2 separate regions of the Rattus norvegicus genome follow, and region 2 is linked to region 1. A link is a contact called in public Hi-C data. All regions are on one chromosome and are shown on one strand. The core of a region is the stretch at or near the end of the contact, and the rest is flanking DNA. Distances in the headings are between cores, read along the strand shown.

Region 1 (5,316 bases), core at 934-3,433:
CATACAGCGAGGGGCAGATGGAGTGGAGTTCCTGACTTGGAAAATCGGCAGCTTGCTTTCTTCTCTTTTGTGTGTATAAATCACAAAACTGCCAACCACAGAGGCTTGATTTTATTTCCCTCTCCCTTGTTCTGTGGAACCCCAGGCCCTGCGGCCTCATTAACTGATTTCGGCTTCAATTAGAGACAAATCCCCTCCCAGGGCGAGCCTGTTAGGAGCAGATGACCTGCAAACAAGTGTCACGGCCCCAGTGGTTGGCCCAGTTCTGGCATTAATTAAAACGAGTCCCTACAAGCAGGTGGTTAGATGGCGCCTGACGGGCTGAGAGCCGGTCCCACAGACTAAGCTGAGCTGAGGTGCAGCCTCCTCTGTGGGGTCTGCAGGGCCCTGTCTCTCTTTCAGAAGAACCCTTGGCCTTGGCCACCAGCGCCCCCTCACCAATCAGGCATTCCCCCAAATGAAGCCTCATGCTGGGCCCAGGATTGTTGGGGTGAGAAGCCTCTCTGGGCCCCCCTAAATAGACTTGGCAATGTCTGGGGCTCTTGCTTTAGAATAAAAAAGAAATCCCGTCTTAAGTTATTTTTGAAAACCTAACAGTTTGCTGTCTTTTAACAAAGGAAACCTCTCTCTGTCTTCTTTGTGTTTTTGTTCTGGAGTTCGTGTGGAAGCTTCTGGGCTGGCCATCACTGTCTCTGTGAAGGGAGAGATCAGGCAGGCTCCTGACTCCTTCTGCAAGGTCTGTGAGGGGCCAGACACTGCAGGAGCCTGGGCTGTAGCTTGATATAGCTTTCAGGATGCTGGGAGGGCGAGCGGAGAGCATCGAGGCAGGGAGAGCCATGGTGGTGCTGACCCCGAGGTGTCTAACTCAGCCACAGGGCTGATACATGGGACAGATGGAGAAAGCCAACAGAAGGCAGGGCTGGATGTCCCAGAGAGAGGGTAGAGAAGATACAGAGGCATGCAGAAAGATGGGATCAGATTCTGGACCATGTCAGAAGTGTGTCATGGAGAGAGTAATGCTGATGGTGACGGTGGGGGATAGCAGAGGTCATCAGGGGCCGCGGATGCCACACCAGGAATCCCAGACTGGGCATTGCAGGGTCTTAGGCAGAAATAGGAGGTGGCAGATGCAGTCCACTGACCACCGGCTCCTGGGTGTTGATGGACCCGGGGTTGGGGAGGAAGGCTCAGGGCTGACGTCTTGTGTGACTGGTCAGGGGTAGGTTGGCGGAGCCTGATAAGAGATGCATTCACGTCCTGTCGCAGGCGTCTCAGCTAAGCCTTAGCTGCAGTGGCCTTTCCTTCAGAATCACTGTAGACCCCCTTTCCCCTGGTGGTCCTTTCCTTGTTGGTTGCAGCATTTGTCTGCAGGGAGAGACCCAGGAAGCCTTCTGGTTCTCATTGCTTGCTGGCAACTCCACATGCCCCTGATGGTCAGATTAGTAAACAGCCACCCAATGGCCAATCCTTACAGAGAGCTGGCACTGTGCTAGTTCAGCCCCATTTTACAGATGGGGAAATTGAGCACAGACTGAAGCCAAGGGCAGAGCCTGTGCACCGCAGCCCAGGCTTACTTGCACACTTTTATTAACAACGGTCCTTTTATCATCATACTCCTTACTGAGATGGGAAAAACCAAGCACTGTTTTAGCTTCTAGATCAGAGAAAATGTTACTGTTCCCATAGTAGGCAGGTGCCCCCTCAGGCATCCCAAGAACAATGGCAATTAGCAGTAGCTCTTAGATCAACCATGACCTTCATCCTTGGTTTCTGGACCTCTGTCTTCTGGCCAACATTAAGTCAGTATTGTGATCCAGAGCGCACACCACCTCCTGTAAGACAAGATCAGGCTGACTGTTCAGCAAGGGCATAGCCAGGCCCTTCCGTTCTCCTCCCGCTACCCTGGCACCCCGGTCCAGGCGATGGTCAGGTTACTTTCCCTTTAGATGACTTCTGGGTTGGAGGGGCCATGGCAGAGACCCAGCAGCTGAATTTGAAGTGTTCCAGAAGCCTGCACATGGCAGTGCAGTGGCCAATCGGACCCCAGTAGCAGCCCTGCGTCCATTCTTGGAAGGAAGAGGGTCTAATGTAATTGGTTTCCTTGCAGCCAGCACACTGTCCCTATCAAACACATGACAGGCCTTAGGCCTGACCGCTGGCCGAGCAGATCAATGCCTCAGCCTCAGCTGGAGCTGACAGGAGCGAGGCTGTTGACTAACTCTCCCGTTCACCTTTGCTCTCTTGCCCCTGAGCTCATTGCCAAGCAACTGGCTGGCTGTGGCTGGAAGACATTTGACCTCCACTTGGTAGCCAGGTTTAGTTTACAAAGCTGTGCCCTCTGGTGGGTATTGGTGGTACTTCAGTGATTTCCTGACCCACGCTCTGCCTTCTGGGACCCACGAAAATGCAGCACATTTGGGCACATTACTGTCCAGTCACCCAGAGAAGTGTAAGGTCTGATCTCGTGCCATCTCTCCTGCCTGTCTGCCTCCTCCTCCATTGTTCTTCAGAACTACTTAGAGTCCACTGGCCAGTGCCGCAGAGTTCACAGAACCTTGCCGACAACCCAACATTGTTACGTCTGTGTCTCGGCAGAGCCGTCCTCCCCCTCTCCCCACACCCAGCTACCTCCCACTCACTTCCATGGTTCAGTCAGGTGTGCTTTGGCGCTTTGGTGACTCTGGGGCCTCCTCCCCTAGTTGAGTATAAATGAGCAGCCCAGGTAGCCCACAGACCGGGCAAGCACAGCGTTTGCAAAGCCAGATGCAGTGGTTTGGAAGGCTTTTGTTTGCCTTCATACCTCAGACAGCTTTCACTCTGATTTATTCTAGAAGCACCACTAAGTCCAGACTCATTTTACCACAAACTGAGAATTCAGTGGGTGGGCAAGAGGAACAAGCCCTGGGCTCTGGTACTAAGTGTCTGCTGGGGCGATGGGTTTTTTTCGTTTTTTGTTTCTTTTTTTCAGTTATCAGATGCATGTATTATTTTAATTCAGAGATGTGTAAAAGGGCAAACACATATGTACTTAGAGACTGGTAGATGCATGGATGAAAGCTCTGGCCTTGGGCTGGGGGATAGCTCAGGTGGTGAAAGTGCTTGCTTTGCAAGCTTGAAAGCTTGAGCTCGGTTTTATAGCTCACATAAAAAGCGTGTGGGGTTGGAGAATTGGCTCCCTGGTTAAGAGCACACGCTGTTCTTGTAGAGGACCAGAGTTTGATTCCCACTTTGGGGCAGTTTACAACTTTTTGTAACTCTAACTCCAAAGCCCTCCTCTGGCTTCCACAGACACTCATACACACACACACACACACACGCACACACCTGGAGACAGAGAGGCGATCTGATATTTAGGTTGAGGGTGAGGCTTGACAGGAACCGTGCTCAGAGGCCCTGGAGTGGGAGTGGGGAGAGCTGGCTCGTGGGAGGAGCCTACAAGTCGGTAGGGAGTGAGGTCATAGGGGTGAGTACAGCAGAGACAGAACTACAGTGGGGATGCCTGGGAACTTGACAAGTAGCTGAGGCTCCCGTGGCTTAGCTGTGGCCTAGAGTCGCTCCTGCCAGGAAGATCCAGAAGTCTCTTCAGGACCTTTTGCTTTTTTTTTTTTTTTTATTAAAGATTTATTCATTTATTATATGTAAGTACACTGTAGCTGTCTTCAGACACACCAGAAGAGGGCATCAGATCCCATTACAGATGGTTGTGAGCCACCATGTGGTTGCTGGGATTTGAACTCAGGACCTCTGGAAGAGCAGTAGGGTGTTCTTAACCACTGAGCCATCTCTCCAACCCCAACCTTTTGCTTTTTATGCTTTATTGTTTTGGTTGTTTCAAGACATGATTTCATGTAGCCCAAGATGGCCTCAAAGCAGCTGAAGATGACTTTGCACTCCTGATCCTCCAGCCTCTCCCTCCTAAGGGCTAGGATTGCAGGTGCGTGCCACCACACCTGGCTTAATCAGTGCTGGGGATTGAACCCAGATCTTCAAGCACGTGAGGAAAGTCCTCTACCCACTGAGCCCCAGCCCTGGTCAAAGGGGCCTGAAGGCTCCCCTCTACCTTTAAAAAAAGACTTGCATTAAATTTTTTCATTTCATTTCATTTTTATTTATTCATGTATGTTTTTAGACGTGATCTCACCAAGTAGCACTGGTTGGCCTAGAATTCACTGTGTAGACCAGACTGGAATCAAATTCACAAAGACAGGAGTCTTCCAGCTGGTAGCAGATGAGGACGCCTGGGCAAAGGTGAGGCAGAGCTGGACAACCTTCCCTGAGGTGGGGGTAAAGGTGCCTCGCTGAGGCCTGTCCCAACAGACGGGTCTCCTAGTGGTTACATGTCCAGCTAGAGGAAGGACGTAGCAAGATAAGAAGGGAGACGGCCTTGGCATCAGCCCCCTGGCGTCTTTTTGAAGGCTATGCAGAGCCAAGGTTGCTGTTGGCCATTTAGCTAACGACACTAAAGGTTTTATGTCACAGAGCTCCGTGAAGTTTAGAAGAAAGCTTTAGGGGCTGGAGAGGTGGCTCGGCAGGTAAGAGCATGTGCTGCTTTGACAGAGGCCTAAGGTCAGTTCCTAGCACCCAAATTGGGCTCCTCACAACTGCTTCTAACACCATCTTCCAAGGATCTGATGCCTTCTTCTGGCCTCCACAGTCATCTGAACTCATGGTGCGCCACCCCCCCCCCACACACACGGTTAAAGATTAAAAAACAAAATTATCAGGCATGGTGGCACACACCTTTAAATCCCAGCATTCTAGAAGCAGAGACAGGCAGATCTTTGTGAATTTGATTCCAGTCTGGTCTACATAGTGAATTCTAGGCCAGCCAGTGCTATTTGGTGAGATCATGTCTAAAAACATGCAGGAAAAAATGAAATTTTTTTTTAATGTGAGTCTTTTTTTTTTTTAAAGGTAGAGGGGAGCCTTCAGGCCCCTTTGACCAGGGCTGGGGCTCAGTGGGTAGAGGACTTTCCTCACGTGCTTGAAGATCTGGGTTCAATCCCCAGCACTGATTAAGCCAGGTGTGGTGGCACGCACCTGCAATCCTAGCCCTTAGGAGGGAGAGGCTGGAGGATCAGGAGTGCAAAGTCATCTTCAGCTGCTTTGAGGCCATCTTGGGCTACATGAAATCATGTCTTAAAACAACAAAAACAAAAGCAAAAAAAGCTAGCATGCCCCACAAGTCTGGAATGAAATTTAGCACAAAACACATATCTATCTGAAAGTAAGCAACATACCCAAGAGGGATCTGGGGACCACAAGTGGAGAGAAGGTTCATGTGGAGTTGGGAGTTCACTAGGAGGCAATATGGCT
Region 2 (5,316 bases), core at 2,107-4,606, 69 kb before region 1:
TTTCTCCCCCAGAGAATTGGAACAAGGTTGTTAGCGGTCAAGATGGAGCAGGAGTTCCATGGGTTCTGGGGTGAGCGCTAGTATCTGGGGCAACACTGTTGACAGCACAGACAGTCACCCCATGACGTTAGTTGTTTCTTCTCTTGGCCGGCTCTGCATCTCCATTTCCCTCAGACACCCGGAGGGCCTCCCAGGATCAACTGGGACACGGGTGGGGACTAAGCTGCTTGCTGGTCTGTGCATTGTAGACAGCCAGGGCACCTACTCCTCAGCCTTGTGTCTGTACTTGAGAGCAAGGAGCCTATGTGTTTTAGTTTTGCCTCTCTGTCTAGAGCTGTGTGTGGAACATCTAAGCAGGGTGATGGTGGTGGTGACGGTGATGGTGGTATTTGCCTGTGTGTTCTTCAGCTGCCCTGCCCCTCTTCAGACCCTTCCACTCCATGTCCCAGTAGCGGCCGGAGGTGGGGCTAGGCACAGGGAGAAGGCCTCCTTGCTCCTGAGGTCCTCCCTACCTCCCTAACATGAGACCCTCCCTCTGGGTTGGGGTTTCAGGCTGCTGCTCATGTTTTGTGGACCAGGCTTCTGTGCCTGTTGTTACCACGTGTCATGCCAAAACTGTGCTGCTGCAGACTCAGAACGTGTGGAACCAATCAAAATGTGCCTTTTATGGGTGAGGACAAGAGCCCCTGGATGTACATGTCTCTCTGGTCATGGTGTCTCCTCCCTATTGAGCACATGGAAATGGCTGTTAGGGTCCTGAAAGGGGGATGTGGACCAGGCTTTTTTGCTACCCTGAGAAGTACCTCAGCTAAGGCTCTGGCCAATCTGCTGCCACCTCCTAAGCCTCCCTCCTACTTTCTGCTCCTCCCCTGACCCTTATTTGGAGCATCCCAGGATAAAATCTAATGCACAGTAGGTCCAGGGCTATCCAGCACCTTATTGTGCCTGGCGTTGGGTCCCAGTTGTGCTGGGCCAGTGGGCTTGTCTGAAAGTAGGAGGCTTCCCTCTGCCTTAGGAGACACCTGTACTTAGGAAAAGGCCTTGTGGCTTTCCAGCTGCTCTGTCCCTGCTGTACAGCCCTCCTGCTCACCAATCCTGCTCACCCCTGCCTTGCCTGGCTTGGCTGAAGTGCATTTTAAAGTCAAGTATCTGCCCTGTGGTCCAGTTTCTAGTTTGCTTGTGAATACAACCGTTTTCCCCATGACATCTGGGGGTCCTTGGTGGCTGTGCATGTGGTATGTGGTATGAGTGAAGCAGGTGAAATGCTGACAGAAGATGCTCTTGGCCCAGTGGAGAGGTAGTAACTTCTTTCCAGTATCTCTTAACCCAGAACACCTCAGAATAGTCTCTGTGGATGACGTCAGTCTTCTGCCAGCATGGAGCAGATGAACTCCACAATGGGGTCCACCACAGCACAGTTACCAACTATAGGTCAACTCAGAGAAGAGGAAAGTCATCACCAGTTCCCAGAATATTGGGGTGGAGGCAGTCATGGGTGTTGGAGGTGTCTCTTGAGGAATTGAGTCCCTCTGCTAGGAATTCCTCTGGGCTTTAATTGGTCCCAGCCCTGTCTTTTGTCTTTCATCCATTCCTGCTGTTTGGCTTCCTTACATGGCCAGGGTAGGGGTGTCTCCCAGAGGAGTCCTGAACTGAGGCCAGGGTTTTGCTCATGTGTCTGCTCCTTACCACACACTGCAGAGTGCAGCCAGACAGGCAGTGAGCAGGCACAGCTCTGCCCTGCCTTTTGTCTTCCTAGTTGAAACTGCTGTCTATAAAGAGCTTGTTCTTCATGTTTTGAGGACTTTATGAAGAATAAAAGGTTCGTGTACCACAGCCAGCTTGGTGTGTTTCTGTCTTGAAATGAGCGGGTGAAGGAGACTGCCTGTGGGAGAGGGCAGTGTGGGTCTTAGGTGACAGAGCGCTACTGCCCTGAGATCACAGGCAGCACTGCCTTAGGGCCTGGTGTGTCTAGGGTGCATGTGTTCACCAGGCACAGGTCACTGGCATAGTGAGTGCTGGGGCTAGTAGGGAAGTGTGGAGAAAGGGCACGGTCTGTGATTTCAGTTCTGAAGCTACTGAGTTCAGTAAGGAAAGGCAAGATACAAAGCAAAAATAAGACCTGTTCTTAGGTCCATCTGTGAGTCCTGTTCCATATGGCTCAGCTATCAGCGAGTGGATAAGCACTTGGGCCACCAATGGCTCATGCAATGTTTAGAAGGACAAGAGGACAACCCCAAGTTACCTCTGAATCTCATCAGGAGACAGAGGCTTCCCTAGAGCCAAGGAGTTATGTCCTCAGTGAAACCAACATCTCCCCACCCTTCATGCCCAGTGTGGCTCATAACCACATCACTGAGCTGGGGCTGCAGTTGCCATTGGGTGCCATTCTGCAGGGGGTGTGTGTTTATTACCCTGGTGCTCTCTGCAGCTCCTGGTGCACCCCTGTTGCTAGTCCTTGGTAATTAGTCTTGGAGAGAACCTGCTTAGGCCAAAAGAAGTAGGGTCTCAGGATGCTTAAGCTCTGGATATTTAACTCATCCAATACATTTGAGTGCCTAGTGTAAGCTCTCTTCACACTAAATCTGAACTGAAGATTTATTTATGTGAGCCACCGCCCCCTCCCCACACAGTAGGAAACAAATATATTTAAGTCCATAGTTTGTCTGCTAGCTGGCATCTGTAATCCTGGAATTTGGAAGGCAGAGGAAAAAGGATCACAAGTTTGAGGCCAGCCTGTGCTACATAGTTCCAGGCTAGCCTGAGCTACATGCAACGAGGCAAAAGAGAGTTCCGCGTGGTACAGAATCCGGAAGCGGATCTTTATGGTAGTATGATGACTGAATCGATGAACATTTATGAGGAACTTAGAAAAAGAACCGCCTCAGGCCGCGATAAAAATGAATAGACTGTAAAAGGGTCACAGTAGCTTGAGCATGGCTCGTTTCAGAGAGTGGCGGAATGGCTGGAGGCAGGGTTTTGATAGAAGAAACTGTAGGAAAATCCCGCAGTGCGACTCCTTGCTGAAGGCCGTCCGAATTAACCCCACTCTGCCTGGAGTCCTTGCTTGTCTGATCCCGGGTCGTGCCCGCGTTTGTAGGGGTTCCTTGTCCTAAGACTCAGGTTTGCATGTACACCCGCACATGCATTTGCATACATTCCCAGGACCGCGGACGCCTGCTGCTTTGGCGGTGGGAAACGAGACCAGGTCTGCGTGGGTGCAACTCTCCGCAGTTTGGGGTTGTCAGGCTCGGAGCAGAGGAAAACTACACTCCCCAGAAGGCCCTGCGCGCCCGGTTCGCTGCGGTTGCTCACGGCCAATCGGGAGAGGCAACTGTGGCGGGGGCCGAGGAGGGACATTTTAAAAGGGCTGGAGATTGCGGGCGTCAGTGACCATGGCGGATACAGCGACCACAGCCTCGGCGGCGTCCGCGGCGGCCAGTGCCTCGAATGCCTCCTCCGATGCTCCCCCTTTCCAGCTGGGCAAGCCCCGCTTCCAGCAGGTGAGACTCAGGCATCGGCCTGCGGGTGGGAGGGAGACACAGGGGAGGGCACCGAGCCAAATCTCTTGCAAAGTCACTTCAGCCCGAGGGTCTCCAACCCACGGCCACCAGAGCCTGCAGCTAGTGTGGGGACCTTGGCTGAAGCCGCTCCTTTCCTATTGGGCAACCGGATGGGCGAGGTCTCCCTCTCTTGTTTCCTATTGGCGGGTGACACAGTCACTCCGCGGATGCCCGTGCCATGGCACAGCCCCCGTCCGAGTCGCGCGGTGATTGGCCACGCGGGTCGCGGTCCCGGGTCCGAGCGGTTCTGAAGGGTCACTCTGGCAAATGCGCCCTAGGCGCAAAGTTCCAGTCTTGTGCAGCATGGGCCGGTGGTATGGCCCGTACGCTTCTCAACTTCTCCCCGAGTGGAACTGACCTTCCTTATGAGCTGCGGGACAGTCTCGGGGCAAAACTCCCTGGTCACGCCCCACGGTCATGCTCTGGCTTCTCAACCTCCAGCAAGGTGCTGCGTGTGCCCTAGGATGGGACCGCGTGCACCGGTATAGCGACCTGATCTCTATCCCGGGGCCGGGGCTTCAGTGATGAGACCAGCGGGCCAGCTAGTGCGCTCTGCGGGGATGCGGCTGGGACAACGCGGGGAGAGCCGGGTGCGGGGAAACGCTGTGTCATTCTCCGGAGCTGCCGCGCTCCTCCCAAGGGTCCCAAGCGCGCCCCAGTCCTACACGCGCTGCTCAGCTCTGGCCCCCATCCATACCTTAGGCTTGGGCTCCTCAGGGTGCACCATGACTATGATTAACCTCGCCTGGGGTACCACACAAACCCCAAAACCTCGCAGAGTATCACTAACTCGGCCTTGGAACCGCAGGTCCAGGTCTGTGAGCCAGGAGCCTGGGGGGCTTAGTTACAACACCGCAGACCCTCTGACTCCAAAGCTAAAGTGACCCTGGGCTTGCCAGGAGTGGGGGCAGCAGATGCGTTAGAGAAAACTTTGAAGGAAGAAAGGAAACGCTACTACAAAGATGGGATGTGGCTGGGCGTAGAGGCGAGAATGGGTTCGAATTCAGTCGTGTGTGCCCCCCCCCCCCCACGACTTCGTCGAGCTGAGCTTTCTGAAACTACATCCCTAGAGTTTTTAAATGGGACTTGGTTTCTTTTAAAAATAGACTGTCTCAGCATGGAAGAATCTGGAGAGATTTAATGTCCCAGCTAGTGAAAACTGCCACCTACTGAGACGCTGTCAGGGGTGCTTGTGTCTAACCTTGAGTGAACCTTTATTTGTCCCCCCCCCCACCCGTTCTACTCATCTTTAAGTAAGCCTGCACTCCCGACTAGGAAGCACTTGCTGTCTTTGGAACCACTACCCCAGTGGTCCTATCAGAACGCCAAACTCCCCTCTGTACCCCAAGTGGTAACCTTGCAGATGCAGATTACTTTTTTAAAGTATTCCCTTGGTCCTTTTCCTGGTAAAAGGGGTTAATCTTACCCCGAGGCAATTGGGCTTTTAATAACACGACCTGAGTAAGGGATTCTTTCTCCCAGGTCTGGTGTCTGGTATCTGGATAGTGCTTGGGTCATCATCCATCTACCCAACATTTACTGAGTACCTTGTGTTGGCTTTCTGCTCTGGGCTTTCACTCTTGTGGAGTGTATTTGGGGAGATTTAGTTCCTGCAGCTGTTCATATCTGTGGAGTATGCAGTAGCCTCTGCTGAGGCTTCCACTGCTGGCAGCCTAGTGGCTTTAATAAGGCTGCTGAGCAGGTCTGATTCACCCATGCTGAGAACTTCTGTTTCTTCCACACCTGCTCCTCCCTC

Evidence for each region. Hi-C and Micro-C count contacts between places; a contact is called where the count stands out from the background.
Region 2: a contact with region 1 is called in a Hi-C map of liver, with 3 times the contacts expected there. The contact joins the promoter of Sfxn5 here to the enhancer-like site in region 1. A contact is called at or near these places in 6 of 12 Hi-C or Micro-C datasets (the A7r5 cell line, the Rat2 cell line, Schwann cells and 2 more).

What each region holds. Positions count from the first base shown.
Region 1 is chr4:119,354,813-119,360,128 of GRCr8, reverse strand. The region is part of intron 9 of Sfxn5 (sideroflexin 5); the gene reads left to right. Among named protein-coding and RNA genes, the nearest start is that of Sfxn5, 70 kb to the left of the region's middle. Within about 2 kb of position 2,183, at least 10 of the 93 cell types and tissues checked have an H3K27ac peak or open chromatin away from gene starts, as enhancers often do. A contact at or near this core is called in hepatocytes and liver, where this site is marked.
Region 2 is chr4:119,425,287-119,430,602 of GRCr8, reverse strand. Sfxn5 (sideroflexin 5) reads left to right here and starts at 3,356. Exons shown (of 14, transcript NM_153298.1): 1 at 3,356-3,500. The coding sequence starts at 3,393. It overlaps Rab11fip5 (RAB11 family interacting protein 5), which reads left to right. Exons shown (of 5, transcript NM_001399548.1): 5 at 1-1,837.